2 separate regions of the Mus musculus genome follow, and region 2 is linked to region 1. Evidence: chromatin contacts called from public ChIA-PET data. All regions are on one chromosome and are shown on one strand. Each heading gives the region's core, a stretch centred on a gene start, on an enhancer-like site or on the middle of the called end of the contact. The rest is flanking DNA. Distances are from core to core; before and after follow the strand shown.

Evidence for each region. ChIA-PET counts read pairs in DNA pulled down with a chosen protein or histone mark.
Region 2: an RNA polymerase II ChIA-PET map of memory CD8 T cells shows a contact between it and region 1, with 114 read pairs. The contact joins the promoter of Dcaf17 here to the enhancer-like site in region 1. A contact is called at or near these places in 16 of 39 promoter capture datasets (the 3T3-L1 cell line, the HPC-7 cell line, HPC-7-derived erythroid cells and 11 more), 2 of 15 datasets of contacts at CTCF or cohesin (the NIH/3T3 cell line and large pre-B cells), 48 of 484 Hi-C or Micro-C datasets (the AML12 cell line, B cells, the C2C12 cell line and 34 more), 32 of 115 datasets of contacts at active chromatin or transcription factors (the 230-238 cell line, CD8 T cells, DN3 thymocytes and 22 more) and 4 of 9 other capture datasets (adipose tissue, embryonic stem cells, liver and 1 more).

Annotation. Positions count from the first base shown.
Region 1 is chr2:70,791,328-70,796,116 of GRCm38.p6, forward strand. All of the region lies in intron 1 of Tlk1 (tousled-like kinase 1), which reads right to left. Among named protein-coding and RNA genes, the nearest start is that of Tlk1, 32 kb to the right of the region's middle. Within about 2 kb of position 2,179, at least 15 of the 459 cell types and tissues checked have an H3K27ac peak or open chromatin away from gene starts, as enhancers often do. A contact at or near this core is called in B cells, CD8 T cells, Th1 cells and 3 more, where this site is marked.
Region 2 is chr2:71,053,864-71,058,652 of GRCm38.p6, forward strand. It overlaps Dcaf17 (DDB1 and CUL4 associated factor 17), which reads left to right and starts at 1,881. Exons shown (of 14, transcript NM_001165980.1): 1 at 1,881-2,256; 2 at 2,632-2,735. The coding sequence starts at 2,131. Mettl8 (methyltransferase like 8) reads right to left here and starts at 1,743. Exons shown (of 10, transcript NM_145524.3): 1 at 1,508-1,743.

The DNA of each region.
Region 1 (4,789 bases), core at 929-3,428:
ACAGTCACATTATAACTGTATCACTAAATGTTACAAGCTAAGAGCACTATAAAGTGATGAAAAATATACTGTATGGTCTCTGTCACAACTACTCAGCTCTGTCACTATAATACAAAAAGAATGTCATAAATTTTGGAAAGATATAACACTATTTGTGGAATTGAAGTTTCAATATTATTATTCTTCCTTTGATCTTTTTAAACATATTTAAAGTGCATATTTAAAGTACATGGTTATGCTATCATCTGAGAGCATGTTTCAAAGATTTCAATCTGATCTAAGTTCTCATTTAACCCTCAAGTGTTCCATGCTCAATTACAGGGGTGAACCTCTCTAAGAAAAAGTGATACCACCACTACCCATTATTACATAGTGATTATACTTTGTAAAAAATTATAGAGCATACTAAAGACATTAACACTCTTAAGGAATAGCCTACAATTAATAGTACCTGACAGGAATTCTAGAATTCCAGAGATCAAGGCAAGAGAATTCCAAGTTCAAGGCTAGCCTGAGCTACATAGTAAGTCCAAGGCTATGCTGAACTATAAGGCAAGATCTGTCTCAAAAAGCCACCATCAACAAAAAGACAATCCTCTAACTACCCTGCATTCCATTATTTTTATTTGCCTAATTGTCAGATTTACAGTTGTAAACTCCAAATTTCAAATAAAAACAACAGCTGAGACTACCCAAGTTAGAGATCAACAGCAATCTCTATGATCAAAACCGTCTCAGGGAACAAACATGCAGCACAAGCATGACTTGAACCCATCAAATCACTGTGCCGTAGCCCACCCTCCTCTCTGCCTGTCTTACATCAAAGACCCACAGCTGTCAAAAAGCATGACTTTCCAAAATGCTTTTTGTACTAATTTGAGGTGTATTAATTATGATAAATCAGCAGTGCTTACAATTACACCACCTTTGTTTTTAACAAGACTTTTCATTGTATAATTCTTACTTGCCTAAGTCTTCATCTTTGACAGTCAAAATAAAATAAAAATATTTAGAAAGCGTGTCTTTAAAATTTACCAAAGACCTAAGAAAATAAGTCCGTTCATTAAAAAACCTCTCAATAGATTCTACTGCTGCTGAGATATCACCATAAAATTTCTTAAAACTTGAAACTTCCCAAAATCCAAAACTTAAATTTATTCGAGATTAACTTTCTGTGTTAAATTTGATCTGATATGATAGCTTATACATAAGCTTGTTTTTCTTCTGTTAATATTTTTCATAAATTGACTGATACAGCTGAGAACACTTTTATTTTAAAAAAATTTCAGGATAAACCTAAGAAATCAGCTTAATAAAGTAAAATATTCATTTTAAATGAGTCATCTTTTTTTGTTGTCTTAGCACACTTCAAAGTACAGGGACAAGAATGAAGGAAACAACAAAGTGTTTTTCTAACACTATAGAGTAATTCAAACTAGCCTTAAAACATCCATTTTGGTCATTCTCCAGGGTCTCACCAGAAGTATGGCTTTCATCTGCCCCAAAATACATACATACATTACATACATACATACATACATACATACAACCTTCATTTTCCACCAGGCAACAGATCATTACAGAAAAATGTAACTGATCAAAATGCAAAACTATAGAGCTCAGTCCAAATTGATATATCTTCAACACAGCTCCCTCACCTCCGGCAACACTGCAGAAGGGCTGGAAAGATTACTATAGAGGCAGAAAATCAGGGAGTTTGCTGTGAGACTGTATCTCCTAGAAATGTCAGAAGCTATATCCATGAAATAGCACAAACATGGCTACCTAAACATGAACTGAGCAAAGAAAACATTAGACATGCTGACATGGAAGACAAAAATCTCACAAGGCCTCAACCCTAGATAAAGACCTACAGGCAAATAAAGAATGCTGAGAACAAGAGAAATAGTCTGTTCAGACAAGTGTATACCACTCAATAAAAATCGTCAGTCCTAAAACCATACATACAAGTAGCATTATACAGAGTGATAAACAGGTTGTATTTTTAACACACACACACACACACACACACACACACACACACGAGTAAAGAAAGTTGTAGAATCGTAGAATCTTCCTTGGTTAAGGAGAGCTGCTGAGTCCAGGCAGTATGTAGTGGAGCGACACCTCCATCAAGGCCCTAACAAAAACTGAAAGAAGCCCAGAGAGGCCACTGCACTGTAAAAGTGAAACTTGAGTTGTGCTGAAGGCCCCAAGATATTGAGGTGCTAGAGCCATGGCATATCTATTATGGAGGGCTCCATACGGGGAGTAGAGCCAGCCCAAGAGAGAAACAACATATGAGCAAAGCCAGAAGGCCACAGCCATGCTAGCCTTCTGACAGTAGACATGGAGCCAGAGGATCTGGAGTTCTCTCTACTGGGTTTCAGTCCTGCTTTGATTTGGTATTTCCTTACTGTGCCCAATTCCTCAGATTTGAAATGGTAATACATATTCGGTGCATACACACACAACAATTAAAGAAAAAAAAAGGCCATGAATTTGAAAGAGGGGTAGATGGGAGGGTTAGGAGGGAGGAAAGGGAAAGGGGAAATTATCTAATTATAGTTTCAAAAAATATTTTAAAATACCCATTTTCACATAATACAATTTCATTGACAATGTTTTACATAACTTACTCTGCCGTCTCATTTTCTGGCAGTTAAACCAAAACATGCTAAATGAGTACCACAAAATCAATCAGAAAGTCATTTTCTAACAGCTTGCTCTCACAGGAGTCTAATAAAAACATACCTTAAACTTTTCTAATAGTTTTAGTTAGAACTCTTCTTTTTAAGTGTTTGGTATATCTAGTTTTTCCCCCCAAAAAGAAAAAGGTCTCAATTTTCTCATGAATGCAACCTTCTCCACTGATTTGAAATACCTCTCTGGTCACCTATCACATTTCACACAAGCAAATTCTCTTTGAACACTTAATTCTGTTCTAGTAAACTATCTCAGAGCCATATATACCTAACCCATACTCTACGGGGGGAGAGAGAGAGAGACTGACTGCATACACATACAATAACAAAGTATTTTATCCAAATGATTACAGTCTTAACAGGCACAGTATCTAATGTATATGTTCAATTATATAAGCCTATAGTGAGAAGACAGTCTACTCTAGACTCACTCCAAGTCTAAAGCTGTATCATTTTAAACACTATTCTTGTAGTCCTCACAGGGAAGAATTAAGATATACTGAGACCAAACTGCACAGACTGAATCAGAGGCAACTCATTGGATTTCTGCTTCTCTAATATGACTTTTAAAAACTAATTTTAAAAAAATGTCTGATAAAGTGGAAATTTCCATTTCCAGTTTCTTTTGGAAACTTGGTTGTGTCCCATGATGTTTTTCTGGAAGCTGTCTTTGGAGGATGTTTTGCTGAAGCAGACTCGAGAGGGCATGTGATGATGTTTTGCTGGAGCAGACGCCGTTAGAGGGTCCATGATATTCAGAGAGAGTATAAATGGAACCCCTCAGACAGTGAGAGGACGCTCTTGCATTCCGACTTTATGCGATGCTTTGCTGGTCTTCACTAGCTGTGCAACACTTCGCTGGTCTCGCTTCTTTAATGGTCTTCACTATGTAGAGGGAAACTCACCAAAGAACTTATAATGAATGGTGTTCCCGCTGCTTCCACTGACTCTCGATGATTTGGCAAGGCCTTGTGGTTTCTGCTGGACAGAGCCATGGTTACTGATTGGTGTTTGGTGTTTCCTATTGGACTGGATTGATGGTATCCTGATAACAAGAGTCTAGTCACCCCAAAGAACTACTTCTAAACAGGTCCACAATCTCCTTTTCCTACTAACCTTCTTTCTCTCCAAGCTCTAGTCAGTGGGATAGGAGAGAGGTTGAAGCACTCAAGAACCCTAAATAAAGCAGGTTTAGAAAAGTCTAAGCCTCCCATCTGATAACTAGTCTTTCATCAAAATAAACAAACAAATACATGCAGGAGTAGAGGACATGGTTCAGCATTTGCAACACAAGCCTGAAGACCTGAGTTTGGATCAACAGAAGTCTGTAAGCCAGCTAATCTAGAATATGCAACAGAAACAACAGTAGGTCCTATGTCAAAGAAGAACAAAGGTAAGAGTCTATACAGGCAGCTGTCCTATGACCTCTACATGCATGTCATAGCACATACAATACACACACTCTAATTATGTAGGCTTGGTCAAGTCCCCCCACCCCACCCCTATTCAGCATCCTCATATATAAAATAGAAAAATGATACAATATATCTGTTACAGTAAAACAAGTTTGTATTTTTGTATGTTGTACTAAACCTGTCACTTAATATTCTTTCAATAAAATATACCAATTCCCACATTAGCATAGAGGTGTACACCAGCACATACAATATACATCATAATTTATACTCCTTCCAACGTTCTCCCTGGGGCCTGAAATTCCTAGTAGGTAGAATAGCATAGATTTTAATGCTTAATTTCTCTAATGTCATGTAAATAATTAGCCAAGATTCTTTTTCTCTAGCCTCAGGTTTACAATTTTAATTTTCCCCCTCATGCATTCATACATGAATATACAGCTACGTACTTTATACTAGATCTTATTTCTATATTAACATATCGTCCCATTTTTTAAATAAGGAAATTAAAAAAGAGGTTAAGTTATATGGTCATTTGTTAAAGGTTAAAGACACTCAGTTGAGAACACTTTTATTCTGAAAGAAGGTTCTAGAAGAAGTCTGTATATATGACAGAAATAAAGAGTGGAGAAAGAGGAGTGTGTATACAACTGTGCTAGGACAAAGAAC
Region 2 (4,789 bases), core at 631-3,130, 260 kb after region 1:
CTTAGGGATCCCAGTGGTAAGATCAATAGCACAGGAAGGGAGCATTCAGAAGGCCGGGTAAGAATGGGGACTGCCCAAGCCGTGAATATTGTGCAGTCCCTCAGCCAGCTCACTGGCTGTCGACTGTGAGGAAAGAAACCACTTACTATGATGATTTAGGGGCCAAGCTTGATGCCTCGTGGAAAAACCTGAAAAACACTGAGAGGCAACTGGCCTTGAAGTACCACCCTGGTAAGAGTGGACGTGAAGGAGAAGCAAGTAAACAGTCTTCTCAAGCGCACAGAGTTTCCAGAGGTTAAGCATTCAGACCTGGGAGAAACTGGGGGGACTTTGGTCCAAACCAAGAAAGACAGCGCCATTACAGTAGAGCAGCAAGTGAGGGGCATGGCCCTCATGTCTGAATGGGTGGTCTGCATCCAGTTGTTGGGACTTAATATGTTAAAGTGAATGCGCGGAAGGTATGATCACAATATGCCCACTACTTGCTACTGTTTTTGTGGTAATAGTGGAGCATAGTGGCATCTTAGAAGTCATGTGAAAAACAAGCACAGAAACCAAAGCTCAGCCATGGTGGGAGAGCACAGAAAGACAAGAGCTGCGACAAGAAAGACAAAAAGGAAATGATGAGTGCAATTCAGCAATGATTTGCATTTCGCTTCAGCCAAAGAAAATCCAGCTATATTTTTCTGGGTTCCAGCATTTCAGTGACAGCTGCATTCATGAATGACCAAATTAACTATTGTGGAGCTTTCTAAAAATATACAAAGCACTCACTCCACCGTATGCTATAAGCAGGTCATGAAATATCAGGGGGGGAAAAAAAAAACCTCCAACAAAACAACCAAACAAACAAACAAAAAAGCCAGACCCCGAAGGAAATGCATCAAGGGTATAAGAGTTTTCCATTTAAAACAACAAAATGAAACGGCTAACGTTTGATCCAGCACATCCATCCTGTACTGTACTTCTGTCGATCAGAAAGCTGGTGTGCTTACTGACTTTTTCTTTAAGCACTTAAGATCACGGAGTGGCATGCCAAGTCTATTAAGTCTATGTGGGAGATGCAGACACCACACTAAAGGGGTTTACAATGAGGTTACGGGTCGCATTTGGTATACAGTTACGGAAATTTTTAGTATGTTAGTAATTTTGAACACGCAGGCTGAGCTAGTTCACAGAGAATGTTATTTTTTACTTAGAGAAGTCAACCTGGATTATCTTAGGCAGTTCAATAAGAATGCAAACATTTCATATTTTATTCCCTATAAGGGGGAAAAATGGAAGGAGGAAGAAAACACAGCAATTACCACAAAACCAGTCAGGGTCCCCGCTGGCCACACAAGGACGAGCCTTTGGGAAGGAGAAATTCAATCCTACTTTGATGGGAAAAACAGCAACTTTCACCACTAATTACCATACAAAAGCATAGTGGTTACACAACTAAATGTTGAAGTCAACCTCATCCACAACGTCCCAAGTGCGGCTGAGGGAAAGCCACGGGGCGTACCTTTGGAGGGTCCCACTGGCCACAACGCCCCTCTGGACGCGTGGCCAGAGCCTTGCAGGGCCAAAGGAGGGGTTGGCAGTCGTCCCACGACCAGGGCAGAAAGGGACTGCTTCCTGGGACACACAGGTGAAGCGACACCACCAGGTGGCTGCACAGCACCCACCAAAGCTATCCAGGTTTACCGCGTGCAGCCCGGAAGGCTACCCGACCCACTGCGCAGCCCTACGGCGCAGCCTATTAGGGCCAGGAGAGGCGGGCTAGGGGCAGGGAGGGGTGGGGCGGGGCCAGGCCAGCCCTCGCTCTGCCTGACGGGAATTGTAGTTCTGAAAAAGAAGCCATAGGGGCGGAAAAGGCCAAGGGGACTACATTTCCGGGAGAGGGAGTGGATACGGAGGGCCGCGAGGTGCAGCGTTAATCCCGAGAGCAGAAAGAAGGGCCAGGAAGGCGCCGTTGATTCTGTTCCTTTGCGTCAAATCCGTGTGTCGCTACCTCTTGATCTCTGCCCCGAGTCCCCAGCGCGGGGTCCCGCGTCAGCCTTCCTTTGAGGTTCGCAGGTGGCGGCTGCCACCCCTCGCGGAAGTGAGGGGCGCGCCCCTCCTGGGCCCTGCGGACCCCTAGTCTCCATGGGCCGGACCCGGAAGGCCAATGTGTGCCGCAGGCTGAGTCGCCGGGCTCTGGGCTTCTATGCACGCGACGCAGGCGTGGTGCAGAGGACGAACCTGGGCATCCTGCGGGCGCTGGTGTGCCAGGTGACGCCCGCCGAAGTCGGGGTGCCCGGGGTCCAACCTCCTGCCGGGCTGCAGTTTTTTACGCGCTCTGATACCCCTTTGAGGGTCTTACGTGGGGAGGGGCATCCGTGTCCCGCAATTAGGGTATTAGAAAATAGGTACTCAGGTCCGCCGCCTGGCGTAGTTTTTAAAAAGCTTCTTTTGCCTTCCTGCAAACAATCGATTCAAAACTTGGGCATCCAACTAAACCGACATCTATGGGCAGAGGGAGAAAAAAAAAAAAAAAAAAGGAGAAACAATGTACTTTAAAACTGTAGATTTCAACTACCCACCGAAAATGGTTCCATAGCAGGGGACTGAGTTCTTTCCTAAACTGAAATTCTTTGTGTCTTTCAGGAGAGTACTAAATTTAAGAATGTTTGGACAACTCATTCCAAGTCACCTATAGCCTATGAGAGAGGAAGAATATATTTTGACAATTACCGGTGCTGTGTCAGCAGGTAAATTCTTGGTGATGATTTTTTTTTTTTTTTGCTATAATCCACCTGACCCTAGTTTTTATAGAACCACGTGGCTTCTTTAGTACTTAGTGAAATTGGAAGATGAAAAAAAAAAAAAAAATGAGTCCATAATAAAACTAGGTGGAAAATGCATGTGATCTTAAAAACTCGTTAAGTCTAAAGTTTCGGACTTCATCTTTGTAAATACTTTTATTTCACACAAAATTATAGCACAGGCAAAATAATACGTTTCTCAGCACAGTTTGCTGTTTTATACCCATTTAAAGATCAGAGTCCAGAAAATGGGTTGTGAAATAATTAGATGCTGCTTAGGAGACAGGCATTTTGTTTTAGAAGTACTTTTTTTTTTTTCCCAAGAGAAAAAAAATGTTCAAACAAAAGTATAGTATTTGTAGATAAATAGTATTTAACAGCCAGCCTCCATCCATTCAAGGTCAGACTGAAGAGAACGACACAGTGAATTGATGCTTCCATGCCCGTCACCTGGATTAAGGGATTATGGAATTGCCGCTCTTTATCTTTCACTTTGCATCTGTAAGAATTATGGGCATTTTTCTGTGTGCCAAGCTTCAGTGGTGTTGTTCCTCCGGAGCAAATCACCTTGTTGAGATAGGTTCTCCTTTCACTGGACTGGGAAGCTAGAATACCTGTAGACAGCCTGGTCAGCAAGTGCTATGAATTTGCCTGTCTCCACCTCCACAACTCTAGGAAAACCATGAGTATTGGGGATCTAAATTCCGGTCCTCATGCTTGCAGGGCACCAGCTGGAACTATCTCAGAAGTGATTAATAACGCCTAAGTTCTTTTCTTGTGGGATCAGAAACTGGAAGTCAGAGAGACTAGTGATTTTTGAGGTTTGCCTTGACTCCAGGAGGTATCTTTTTTTTTTTTTTTTTTTTTTGGTTCTTTGGCAAATCGCCCAACCTACAATTTATTAGCCTTTAGTGCTGGTGAATCTACCCATGTCCCTCGATTCGCCCTTGGATGTAACTTCCAGTGATTGACAGAGTACACACATACTTGAAATTCTCTGCATCTGTTGCAGGTAAAGTCAGTTTTATTAGAAAGAACTTGGGGCTGTTTCATGGCCTGCTTCTTTTCCCAGGCAGTCTTCAAGTCGACTCCACGGAGCTGGTCATGGGAGTCAATGCAGTGACTCCCCTAACAGAAAAAGCTGAGCAGTTTAGGAAGCTGAGGGAATGCTCAGGCCAGGAAAGAAAGATAAGGCCAATCGGGACCTTACAAAGAAAAGTGTAGTTAGGGCCCTGTTACTCTACACTGTAGTTATACCCAAGGTAGAGTCTCCATGGGAGCCCCAACTTTCAACTATACTAAGGTAGGACTCAGCCCCAACAACTCATGGCTTGGGCTGGATGAAAACAGGGTCACCCTTCCCATTCTCCAGAGATTGCCTTCCAAGTCAGAGCAGCAGGGGACAGATCCTGGCACTCAGTCAGTCATAACAGTTTAGAGCTGTGATAGCATCTTGTTGAGCTAGAAGAAGGATGCAGGGGAACATGCCTGGATCAAACACTGTGGGCTTCCACTGTCTTTACTGAATTCCAGGAGATTTTCTGGAATAAATGCTTCTCCCTATGCTTTTACGAAAACAGCCAAAGGCTTTAAGTGGTTTCCTTTCATTTCTTCAATTTTCCAGAAGGCAGTGTCTATAAGCCTCTGATTCTAGCAGTGGCAGTCTGGACATTCTCTTACACCATTCTCATGATGCCCATCCTCTGCCTTGCAGTGTTAACAGTGACTCTTAGGCACCGTTTCATACCCAGGGTGTTGCCTTCCCAAGTCAGAGACAGTTATTTTGATTTTAAAAAGTTCAGTCAGAGTAAATGCCATTGATTGCTGTCGCAGTGATAAATGATGCAGGTGTTCTTCACCGTTCTGTTGCAGAGGGTGGCACCCACAGTTAGAGTCACATGAGATTGCTTTCACTCCTGTGACATTCAGTTTGATTTAAACCTTTGAGTTACTGAGAGAATACCAGAGGTGAATAAAATGTCATCCTGGAAATTGTTTCT